Regions from separate parts of the Mus musculus genome. Here all the other regions are linked to region 1. Evidence: chromatin contacts called from public promoter capture Hi-C data. All regions are on one chromosome and are shown on one strand. Each heading gives the region's core, a stretch centred on a gene start, on an enhancer-like site or on the middle of the called end of the contact. The rest is flanking DNA. Distances are from core to core; before and after follow the strand shown.

Region 1 (2,691 bases), core at 112-2,611:
ATATGAAAAATAATAACACTCTGGTAATGGAAACAAGGGTGCGTGTGCAGTGAACAAGGAAGTAGCTTGCGAGAATGCCACAGAACAAAAGGCTGGCTAGCATCCAGAGTTTCATGTAAAGTTTTCTATCTGCTATTCTAAAGCAGAAGGCTTAGGTTGATGAAGCCGTCATATTTTCTCAATAGTTTAAAATGAGTTATTCCCTTCAGAGTCACACCTTCCTTCACTTCCCTAGTGCTGTATTAAAGTGTTGTCCTCTCATTGCCGATATCTTTGCTGCCAGGGACTGTCTCACGTTGTGCTGCTGAACTGTCAACAGAACATGGGTAAATGGAAACAGTATTCATTTGTTAGCATTCCTTCTAGGCTTCTCCCAGTTACCTGGCTATTGCCAGGTATGCCTGACTCGCTATAAAAGGAGCTGTTTGCCCCTTCTCACTCTCTTACTCTCTTATTCTCTGTCCCTTCTCTCCCCATTCTTCTCCCCCTCTCTTTCATGGCCTGCTTCTACTCCTCCACTCTGTCTCTGTCTGTCTCTGTCTCCCTGTCTCCCTGTCTCCCTGTCTCCCTGTCTCTCTCTCTCTCTCTCTCTCTCTCTCTCTCTCTCTCTCTCTCTCTCTCTCTCTCTCTCTCTCTCTCTCTCTCTGCCTCTACTCCATCAACTCTCCGCCCCATGCCCTAAAGAAACTATTCCGCCGGACGTGGTGGCACACGCCTTTAACCCCAGCACTCGGGAGGCAGAGCCAGGCGGATTTCTGAGTTCGAGGCCAGCCTGGTCTACAAAGTGAGTTGAGGACAGTCAGGGCTACACAGAGAAACCTTGTCTCAAAAAAAAAAAAAAAAGAATCTCTATTCCATACTATATCCGTTTTATGGATGGTACCTCAGGGGGAAGGAATACCTCAGCGTGGGCCCTCAGAGGCACCCCATTTCCCCTGCACCTGATACTGCGCCTCTACCAAACATATCCTGGTTGTTTTTTTTTTTTTTTTCTTTCTTCCTTTTTATAAAATACAACATCCCACTAGCAAAGATAGTGATGAGAACTGTATTATAAACGCATACCAATTAAAGTGTGGCATACTGTTTAAATTAAAATTGCAGTAGCAAAGTGGCTCTCATTTTAAAACCACATCATTATAGGCTCAGAGAAAACCAAAACCTTCTACTATTTTCCAGACAAATATAAAACGTTTATTACAATTCATTACTTAGACTTCTTTTATAATGCTGCCCACATGTGGAAGTCTATTGTAGACTTCAAAACAAGTTGACCCTTGGCTACTTTGTGGATCATGTAGCTAAGCTGCTAGAACAAATGCAATCAGACACCTGGAAAGAGCAGAAGAACTCTGTCAGATGGCAAATTCCAATAAGAGGTTAGAATTAGTTACCTGCAGAAGATTTGCAGAAAGAAAAGGCATCCTGCAGTAAGAGGACTTGTTCTCCGCCTGCTTCTGCTCAGGTGCACGTGCTGTGGGGGCGCTGCTGAAGGAAGGACATTAACAGGTAAATGATTGGGGTTCTGAAATAATTTTACCCCATATAGGCAATGGACTTCACAGTTTTATGTTTAAAGATATTGGCATTGCTTATGTTAAATATTTATTATAAATATGGATCTATAAACATAAAATGTAACCATGCACACACAAGCTTACATGTATCTACATTCAATTTGATGATTTCTAGCAAACACTGAAAGTGTCTTCAATATATTCAATAAACAGGACACATTAAGCAGCTTTGGTGGGTGTTTGTGAAAAGATAGCTGTTATGATTGCTAACCTATGGTTATTGCTTAAAAATACCATAAAACCTTCAAGAGATCAAAGGAAAAATTTAAGTTTTCAGGGCATTTTTATAAGGCACTATTATTTCTCAGACATAGGGGTTTATTCAAGATACAAACAGGCTTGGTTTGGCTGACTGAAACATGTGCCGTGGTCCTTGTAGTTCCTTGTTTACCTCCTATCTAGGCTTTCAAAAGAGTTCCTTGATTTGGTCAACATTGGCACAGTGTAAAAGGTCACTCTGATACAGCAGAGATTTCATTACTGCCTAAGCTTGTAGTCATGAAATGCGATTCCACCCCACAGGGTTTCAGATGGACACATTTTCTATACATTTCATCTCACTTCAGCATATTTACAAATATTAAACATAATTACAATTATGTGGTTGTCCTGAGGTATGATTACAGCTCAGAGGATCATTGGTTTGGCTGTTTTCTGCTGTGTTTTATTTTATTTACATTTCATGGTCATAAGCTTTATTCTCTAGTAAGGTTTATTCAACCCCCACTCATGACATCCTCCAAGGCAGAAATAATTTCAAAGATTTTTATCCACTTACTTGCTTACTTCAGAAAACAAATCTGATTGTGTAAGATTTCACCATTTCTAAATTAGTGTGGTTGTGGTCAACAGGAATCCCTGCATTCAGAAAGTTGAGACAGGAGGATAGATAGTTGAAGACCAGCTACCACCAAATGAGAACCTGTCTCAAAAAGAAATTTCAGTTCTCTTTTAAGGAAAGGTTCAGTCCCAAGTTTAGCAGCTGGGAAAGAGGGAGAGCAAGGAGGGAGCTGATTTGCTCTGGGTCCTGGGATCAAAGTTGTGGTAAAAGAAAAAGATACTGAAAAAAGGAAGGCAAAAAAGAGAGAAAATAGAATGAAATGGAAAGTAAAAT
Region 2 (2,691 bases), core at 132-2,631, 440 kb before region 1:
TTTTGCACATTGCACACAATGGCTTTCCTAAGAGTCCCAGTGTTTTGACTTAGGTTTACGAATATATAATTTTATGTATCTTTACTTTCTTATTCAGAAACCACTCTTAAATGTTGTGCAAAATTTATTTCATAATTTCAAAAAAACTATTCCTTTCTTGGGATACCAATGTTGGCTCTAATTCATTTTCTAATAATTTCTTCAAACTTTCTTTGCAAGTCAAGCATTAATCTGGAACTATCATTGTTCAGTTATTATATTGTTTTCAAGATGAGAACACACAGCAGGCACCATTAGGACTGTGCTGTGCTGTGTCCCTATGCCTCAATTTTTAACTGTTTAAGAATCAAGGAACGTCTAGTTTCACAGAATTCACCAGAGCAGAAGGGAGAAAGAAATAAGAAAGTCAGATATAATAGAATAATTATGCCCACCAAGACCAACTGAAAGACAGGCACCCACAAATGAATTCTATACAGCTGTTATTCAGGGATAAGATTAGAAGTGGGAACGACTGTTTTCTACAAAGAGCTGCAGTGGGCTACTGAGATGTCTCCATCCTGGCCTACTGCGGGCAGTCGCTGTCATGGTATGCTGTCCCCAACAAGTTATTTATGTGGTAGCCAGGAAAACTGTATTTTGGTGGCTGTCTCCTTATCTTTGCAATGCCTTTGTGTGGCGGCTACACATCCTTGAGGCTGTAGATAGGTTGTCCCCACTGTATAAAAAACTAAAACATCAGGATATTTTCCCACACGTGTGCACTAACAAAGGTGTACAAACTCTTTGGCATCGTTAGAATATCTTTTTCAACATAGTCTGAACATCCCCTACCATTTTGTGAGATTTTCTGAAGAACTGTGGAAATAAGGTCCCTGAAAGGAGATCAGTCTATCAGTTGGGAGGGAAAGGGGGTCAACTTATGTCATGACTGTCATCACCTACCAAAGAAAAATTTTATACCACAATGGAAAAACCATTGTCTCACCAACTCTACCTTGAAACAGCCCAGTGAAGTATCTTTGGAGTGTTTGCTTTTGCAGAGGCATTGAAGAGTGTCTCTTGAGCGAATTCTTTAAAAAGCTGAACATTTTTTTCTCATCACAGGGAGACCAGCATACATAAATAAAGGCATTGCACAAATACTTAAGGATTTAACAGGAGTTCAGTGACCAAAAACGGGGAACATTACTATGTCTGCAAGATCACGTCACGAAGTATAAAAGCAAACTATTGAGAAAAACGCCTCCATATGGCAGTGGGCTATAAATAATGTTCAGTAGCCCACTCATTCCAAACCAACAAATGGAAAGGCTTTACTTTAAAGGCAGATGCCGTAAAAGTCAAGCCCTCTTTGAGCGGCGCCGTTGTCCTGCTTTGCGGCCGCGCAGGGCGGGGAAAGTGCGGCAGGCGGTTAGAGTCCTCGCCCCGCCCCTTGCTCACTCCCCGCTCCCGCTTTTGGAGGCGTGAGCAAGCTGGGACCCAGCGCTGGGCGCCGGTTAACACCCACTCCCCGTCGCGGGTACCATGGAGGCGGCGGTGTGTAGCGAAATCGAACGGGAGGATGGCGACAGCAGCTGCGGGGATGTGTGTTTCATGGACAAAGGCCTGCACAGGTAGCTGCCGCCACCCGGTTGGACCTCGGGTTGGCTGGCTTCGGAGAGCCGGGCTTGTGCAGGAAGCGGGTTCCTCCCCATCCTCCCAGCACAGTCTGGGGCTCCTCTCTGTCCCCCAGCATAGCCCGGGGTTTCTCTGTGTTCCCCCTGCACGGCCCGGGGCTTCTCTTACTCCTCCCAGCATTGCCCTGGCTTCCTCCCTGCCAAGCCCTGAATCCCTCCTGGCTCACTCAGCTGAGCTCAGGGTTCTTCCGCATCCTCTCCACAGATCCCGGGGTTCCTTTCTCTCCACCACCCAGCGCAACCTGCGGTTCTTTCTTACGGACCTGCTGAGCCCAAGCTTCCTCTTTCCCCTCTCCTCGCCCCCACTTTCGCACCCCCTAGCTGTTGCTCTTCCTGGTCTCCTTCCAGGAGCCTGAGAAGTGGGGCAAGCAGCAAGGCAAGCCTTCTCTACTCCCTGCTTACATCTCTTGCCTCAGTTCTCACCCGTTTTTAAGTTCTTTTGCATAAGACACAATCAGAGACATATCCATACAGTTGTTGAAAGTACCAAATATAACTCTTACTGACCCTGTTTTATGTTACTGAGACTGCTCAGTGGTTTTTCAGGCCCCTGGATTTTCCATACTCTGTGAGCCTTACCAGTTCAACCTAGACCCTCTCTTGTTTTTCACTGGCCAGTTAGCTATTTCTGAGATCCAGGCATTTCTGTTACAATATTCTCTGTCTTTGTTGAGGTGCCTGCTCTACTCCATCAGAACCGTGGTATTTATAATATAATGAAAACAATTTAGTCTCAGGCCTGATCTAAGGGTTGCCAACGAAGAGGTTTTTTCAAAAGAATGCTTACATTTATATTTAATAATGGTTATCGCTTTGAGGATGATGTCTATGTGAATGTTATATGTGTTATTACTAATCACCACAGCAATTATGCAGGGTCGTTTTTGTTTTGTTTTGTTTTGTTTTTCTTCTTCTAGTAAGCAATGACTCTGGGAATTTATATTTTAGATACATTATATAACTTGACAGTGTAACTAGTGAGCAAGTAAATTCAACAGTATTGATTTCTGAT
Region 3 (2,691 bases), core at 144-2,643, 390 kb before region 1:
TTATTACAAGGACATTTGTTCACCTATGTTCACAGCAGCTTTATTCATAATAGCCGGAAACTGGAAACAACCTACATTCCCTCAATCGAACAATGGATTTAAAGATAAAATAAGTGGTACATTATCACAATGGAGTATTACTCGGTTGTTTAAAAAAAAAAATGACATCATGAAATATACTGGCAAATTGATGGAACTCAAAAACCTCATCCTGAGTGAAGTAACCCAAACTCAGAAAGATGAACATGGTACATACTCACTTATAAGTGGATCTTAGCTGTAAAGTAAACATAATGCTACAATCCCCAGACCCAGAAAGACTAAGTAACAAGACAGGCTAAAGAGGGTATCTCTCTGGAAAGGGTCAGTGGAATAGAATCTGCAGGTGGATTGGGGGGGCAGACGGGGATTTTAAGTGTTGCAGCTCTGAAGGAAAATGCTTCCCCTACAGAAGTTTTGCTCCAGACGCCTGGAAAAATTTTGGTTTAAAATTGTTTTCAGGATTTACTAGTTAATGCTGTCAGTTTCTCCTCGCGTTTTGTTTTTTTGTTTTTTTTTTTCCCTACTGTTAATTTGGGCATTCTTGCATGAAGGATATGTCTTCATTAATTCCTGCCAAATGATGTTTTTAGTCACCTACTACTTGTTAAGTGTGAAGGATATTCAACAGGTGCGAATACCAAGTTGTTTAAGATCTTGGGTTTTTTTTTGTTTTTGTTTTTTGTTTTTTGTAAACTTTTATTTATTTACATTCCAAATGTTACCCCCCCTTCCAGGTAGCCCCTCCAAAAGTTCTTCATCCCATACCCCCTTCCCTTTGCCTCTGAGAGGTTGCTCCCCACACTACCCCGACCCATCTTACCCACCCAAGGTGTTGAAGATTTTAATCCTGAGTCTCAAGTTTGCAAATAAAAAATGTGGGAGCACATTTCCTCCTCTTATATCTGTGATCTTACTATCGAGCCATAGTTTACGATGTCAATAAGTCAAAAGATGCTGCGATTGTCTCAATAATAGAATTATTGGGGAGCAAAAGAGTATAATTTTGTAAAGAACACTAAAGGCAGGTAAGGAAAGAGCTGGGGGTCTACTTCCTTCACCGTCAAGGCTCAGGTGCTTCTGTTTGCAGAAAAGGCTTTGGAAAAGACTGAAGGTCAGAGTCCCAAAACCTTCCGGGACGCGGCGTTCTCCTATTTACGCGAAGATGAGCCTTACAATACTTGCACCTGATCAGGGATGAGCGCTCCAGGCCGACCAAAAGCACGCTCCGCCTGAGGGAACCCGACTGCCCCGCCCCTCCGCGGAGAGTGCGTTACTAGGCAACGCCGCGCGGCGTCACTTCCTGCCATTTAAACTCGGGCCCACCCTCGCGGCGCTGGCCGCTCGTGTGAATCCGCGCGCTCTGTGGTGCCGTGCGCGAGCCGCGCGGCTCCGGGGACTGGTGGACGCGGGGCGCGCCGTGGGCGGGGAGCGGAGTCCGCGCACCTCCTCTGCCGGTGGCGGAGCGGCTCCTCGCCAGAGGACAGCAGGGCCGCGGCGGTGATGGCGGCGGCGGAGCCCACGAGCTCTGCTCAGCCCACGCCGCAGGCCCAGGCTCAGCCGCCGCCGCATGGGGCGCCATCCTCGCAGCCGTCCGCGGCGCTCGCGGGGGGCAGCAGCCGGCACGAGAAGAGCCTGGGCTTGCTTACCACCAAATTCGTGTCGTTGCTGCAGGAGGCGCAGGACGGCGTCCTGGATCTCAAAGCGGTGAGCGGGGATGGGGAGGGCGAGGCCCGCCCGAGGGTGCTGGGTCCACCACCCCCACTGCGCCGAGACTCCGGACCCGGAGGGGCCGGGATGGATGCGGGGGCCCCACCGACCGGCCACCGCGCGGCCCTGGCCACAAAGGAGCACCCGGAGCGAGCGCCCAGGAATTCGCGCTCTGCTCTGGACTCGCTTAAGGACCGACCGCTCTGCAGAACTTCATTCCTGTTTTGAAGAACTTTCATGCCAGTTCTTCGGAATGAAAGAGGAAAAGAGAAAACTTTCCACACCTCCTCTAAAGTAGTAGTTTTTAGAAGGGGACATTCTTCATCGAGAATTAAGAATTGGGAAGTAAGATTGGATTTGTTGGCTTAATTTAGAATCTTTCTACTTTCTAGACCTGAGATTTGCGGTCACACAGAGAGGGGTCATTTTGTGCCGTTCAGACTAAGTGGTGAAATTACTTAGTAAGCTTTATCTGGTTTTATAAGGATGTTTGCTTCGTTCTTTGCTATGGTTCGGATTTTTTTCAAACAACAACGTCCATTTAAAGCAGTTCAGTCATAGTGATTTAACCGTTCCTGGCAAAACTTGGAAGGATTCCACAACGCAGGGAAAGGGGAACAGTATGGGATCGTGCGAATTAAAATTCAGCTAGTACAAGGAGGTTCAGAAAGAGCCAATACTTCAAAAATAAACAAAATTGCTAGTTTACAGTCACAGCGAATAGCCTCTTATGACTCCTCACAGCTCCTGGCTTGAAGCTATTACCATCCTCAAGACCGTGGGTGGCCAAGGCATAGGAAATAGGAGTCTTAACAGGAGAAGCCTGCCTTCCAGAACTCTGCTGAGTGTCCTGTCCTGGCCCAGTGGGAGGCGCTGGCTTGTTGGCACTTGGATTCCCCCCTTTTCCTGGGTGTAGATGCCAGTTAGTGTCGGTTCATATTT
Region 4 (2,691 bases), core at 94-2,593, 330 kb before region 1:
ACAGCATTTTCAACAATTGGTGCTGGCACAACTGGTTGTTATCATGTAGAAGAATGCGAATCGATCCATACTTATCTCCTTGTACTAAGGTCAAATCTAAATGGATCAAGGAACTTCACATAAAACCAGAGACACTGAAACTTATAGAGGAGAAAGTGGGGAAAAGCCTTGAAGATATGGGTACAGGGGAAAAATTCCTGAACAGAACAGCAATGGCTTGCTCTGTAAGATCGAGAATTGACAAATGGGACCTAATGAAACTCCAAAGTTTCTGCAAGGCAAAAGACACCGTCAATAAGACAAAAAGACCACCAACAGATTGGGAAAGGATCTTTACCTATCCTAAATCAGATAGGGGACTAATATCCAACATATATAAAGAACTCAAGAAGGTGGACTTCAGAAAATCAAATAACCCCATTAAAAAATGGGGCTCAGAACTGAACAAAGAATTCTCACCTGAGGAATACCGAATGGCAGAGAAGCACCTGAAAAAATGTTCAACATCCTTAATCATCAGGGAAATGCAAATCAAAACAACCCTGAGATTCCACCTCACACCAGTCAGAATGGCTAAGATCAAAAATTCAGGTGACAGCAGATGCTGGCGTGGATGTGGAGAAAGAGGAACACTCCTCCATTGTTGGTGGGATTGCAGGCTTGTACAACCACTCTGGAAATCAGTCTGGCGGTTCCTCAGAAAACTGGATATAGTACTACCGGAGGATCCAGCAATACCTCTCCTGGGCATATATCTAGAACAGTCTTCGAAGGTGAGTTTCTACTGTTCTGTAGGAGCGCACACACTTCTCTTCTCAACTCCTTCCTTCTTGCACAGTCAGAATGGCAGTAAGAGTTAAGAACCAAGAATCCAGTAAGTTTGGCTTCTTCTATGCAGGGCCAAGTCTGCAAGATGCTGGAGTAAGCAAAAAGGAATCAGAGAAGTGAGTTATGCAGATGGAAAGGCTGGAGCTGTCGGGGAAGGGAGGGCTGGCCCGGGGAGGTGAGCACTTCCTAACTAGTAGTTCTTATTTTAAGTGGTGGTTATTACAGCTATCGGCATTGATGTATGTGCATGTGTAATCACCACTGCCACCTCCATCAAGGTCCCCTGCATTTCCCAGACAAGATCTCCAACTCCAGCAGCAGCTCCTGCCTGGGTGAGTCATTTCCAGAAGGGCTTTTTCTGGGGTGGACTTCTCAGAAGGCAGGAAATCCCCATTGGAAACCTTTCTGGCTGCTGAGCACAGATCCCTTTCCCCACTCGGGCGCCCCCTGCGGGTGACGACCGTGCCCTCGGGTTTCGGGTTCCCGGGTTCGGGGTGCGGGCGGCCCCGCCCTCCACCCAGGCCCGCCCAGCTCCTTGGCGCGGGCGCCCTGCCACAGGTCCACAGTGTCCCTGCCACAGGCTCTCCATCGAGGACCATGGCGAGGCTGAGCTGGGGGTACGGCGAGCACAACGGTGAGCGCGGGCTTCCAGAGGGGGCTGATGGGGGCTTGAGGGAGCTCTGAGCCCCGTGGGGGGGTTGGGGGTCAGGGCCTGGTCCCCGCCGGCTCTCTCCAGAGTGGACGGCGGCATTCATTCAACTTCACTGGAAAAGCTCACTGCTGTCCCGAGAAAGCTTAAGAGGTCAGAAGTCAGATGACACATTTGTAAGGAAACAAGGACAACTGAGCCGCGAGAGCTCCCAGATCACTAAGTCACGGGACGCCTTCCAGGCGCTGTTGAAGCAATCTTGGTAACTTGTAATTTGCATACTGACTTGAAGTTAACTTGGGGCTTGTTCTTCAGTCTTACTTTCCTACCGTACCCATCCTTTCAGAGACCAAGGTTTAGCAAACGATTATAGAAATTATAATATGGTGTTAAATATATTTATTGATAAGCATGGCAACTTTTCTTCATCGCCTAAGTGTATTAGGGATAAGACATTCTTCTTGTTCATCGTTTGAACTGATTGCTTCAATTAATTACTCAAAAGAATTGCAAAGAAAAACTGGGAAAGCACTGATAGTCTTCAAAATGGAGTTTGTGGATAATAATATCAAAAACTTAAATTAGCATATACGTTATTGGATAATATTCTATAGTACATTTAATGAAAGTTTACGGAAAGTTTTCCCTTCTTTTATTTTATTTTCCCCCTTTTTGTGTTTTGAGACGAATCTTACTCTGTAGCTTAGTCTGGGCAGAACTTGTGGTCATCCTCTTTTCTTGGATGGAAAAAAAAAACTCGTTTCTTATTGCAGCTTATTTGAGGTCGTGATGACATTAATGTTATTTTTAAAATGACATCAGATGAAGTTTAGATTTTTATGAATGACATTTATAATTTAGATGAATTTCTTAAGCCAAAATAGCAATCTTATGTTTCATTACCTTCTAATTTGTGTGTTTGAAAGACAATCTTTACACATTTCAGTTTTGTCTCTGAAATCATTTTGTTTGTTGTTATTTGGCAGTTATTAGGTGCCAGTAGTGGTACCCTCTCTGTGGTTAGGGAGAAGGTTGTGTTAGCCAGTAGGTACTGATTGTACCCGAATAGGTACCCGAATAAGTATTGGTTTCAATAAAATTCTCCAGAAAATTTAAAATTTCAACTTAGAAAGGGCATTATAATGAGGAGTTGTTTTACATCTTGTTCATTTTTTAAATCTTAAAAAAGATTTATTCTTTTTTTAAAAAAATAT

Evidence for each region. Promoter capture Hi-C pulls out the DNA fragments that hold promoters and counts their contacts.
Region 2: a contact with region 1 is called in a promoter capture Hi-C map of liver, with 4 times the contacts expected there. The contact joins the promoter of Lrrcc1 here to the promoter of A930001A20Rik in region 1. A contact is called at or near these places in 3 of 39 promoter capture datasets (hippocampal neurons and liver).
Region 3: a promoter capture Hi-C map of liver shows a contact between it and region 1, with 2.8 times the contacts expected there. The contact joins the promoter of E2f5 here to the promoter of A930001A20Rik in region 1. A contact is called at or near these places in 3 of 39 promoter capture datasets (the HPC-7 cell line and liver) and 1 of 115 datasets of contacts at active chromatin or transcription factors (pancreatic cancer cells).
Region 4: a promoter capture Hi-C map of liver shows a contact between it and region 1, with 4 times the contacts expected there. The contact joins the promoter of Car13 here to the promoter of A930001A20Rik in region 1. A contact is called at or near these places in 2 of 39 promoter capture datasets (the SN4741 cell line and liver).

What each region holds. Positions count from the first base shown.
Region 1 is chr3:14,969,840-14,972,530 of GRCm38.p6, forward strand. A930001A20Rik (RIKEN cDNA A930001A20 gene) reads left to right here and starts at 1,362. Exons shown (of 4, transcript NR_040550.1): 1 at 1,362-1,509.
Region 2 is chr3:14,532,407-14,535,097 of GRCm38.p6, forward strand. Lrrcc1 (leucine rich repeat and coiled-coil domain containing 1) reads left to right here and starts at 1,382. Exons shown (of 19, transcript NM_001163579.1): 1 at 1,382-1,616. The coding sequence starts at 1,528.
Region 3 is chr3:14,577,278-14,579,968 of GRCm38.p6, forward strand. It overlaps E2f5 (E2F transcription factor 5), which reads left to right and starts at 1,394. Exons shown (of 8, transcript NM_007892.2): 1 at 1,394-1,746. The coding sequence starts at 1,543.
Region 4 is chr3:14,640,384-14,643,074 of GRCm38.p6, forward strand. Car13 (carbonic anhydrase 13) reads left to right here and starts at 1,344. Exons shown (of 7, transcript NM_024495.5): 1 at 1,344-1,462. The coding sequence starts at 1,426.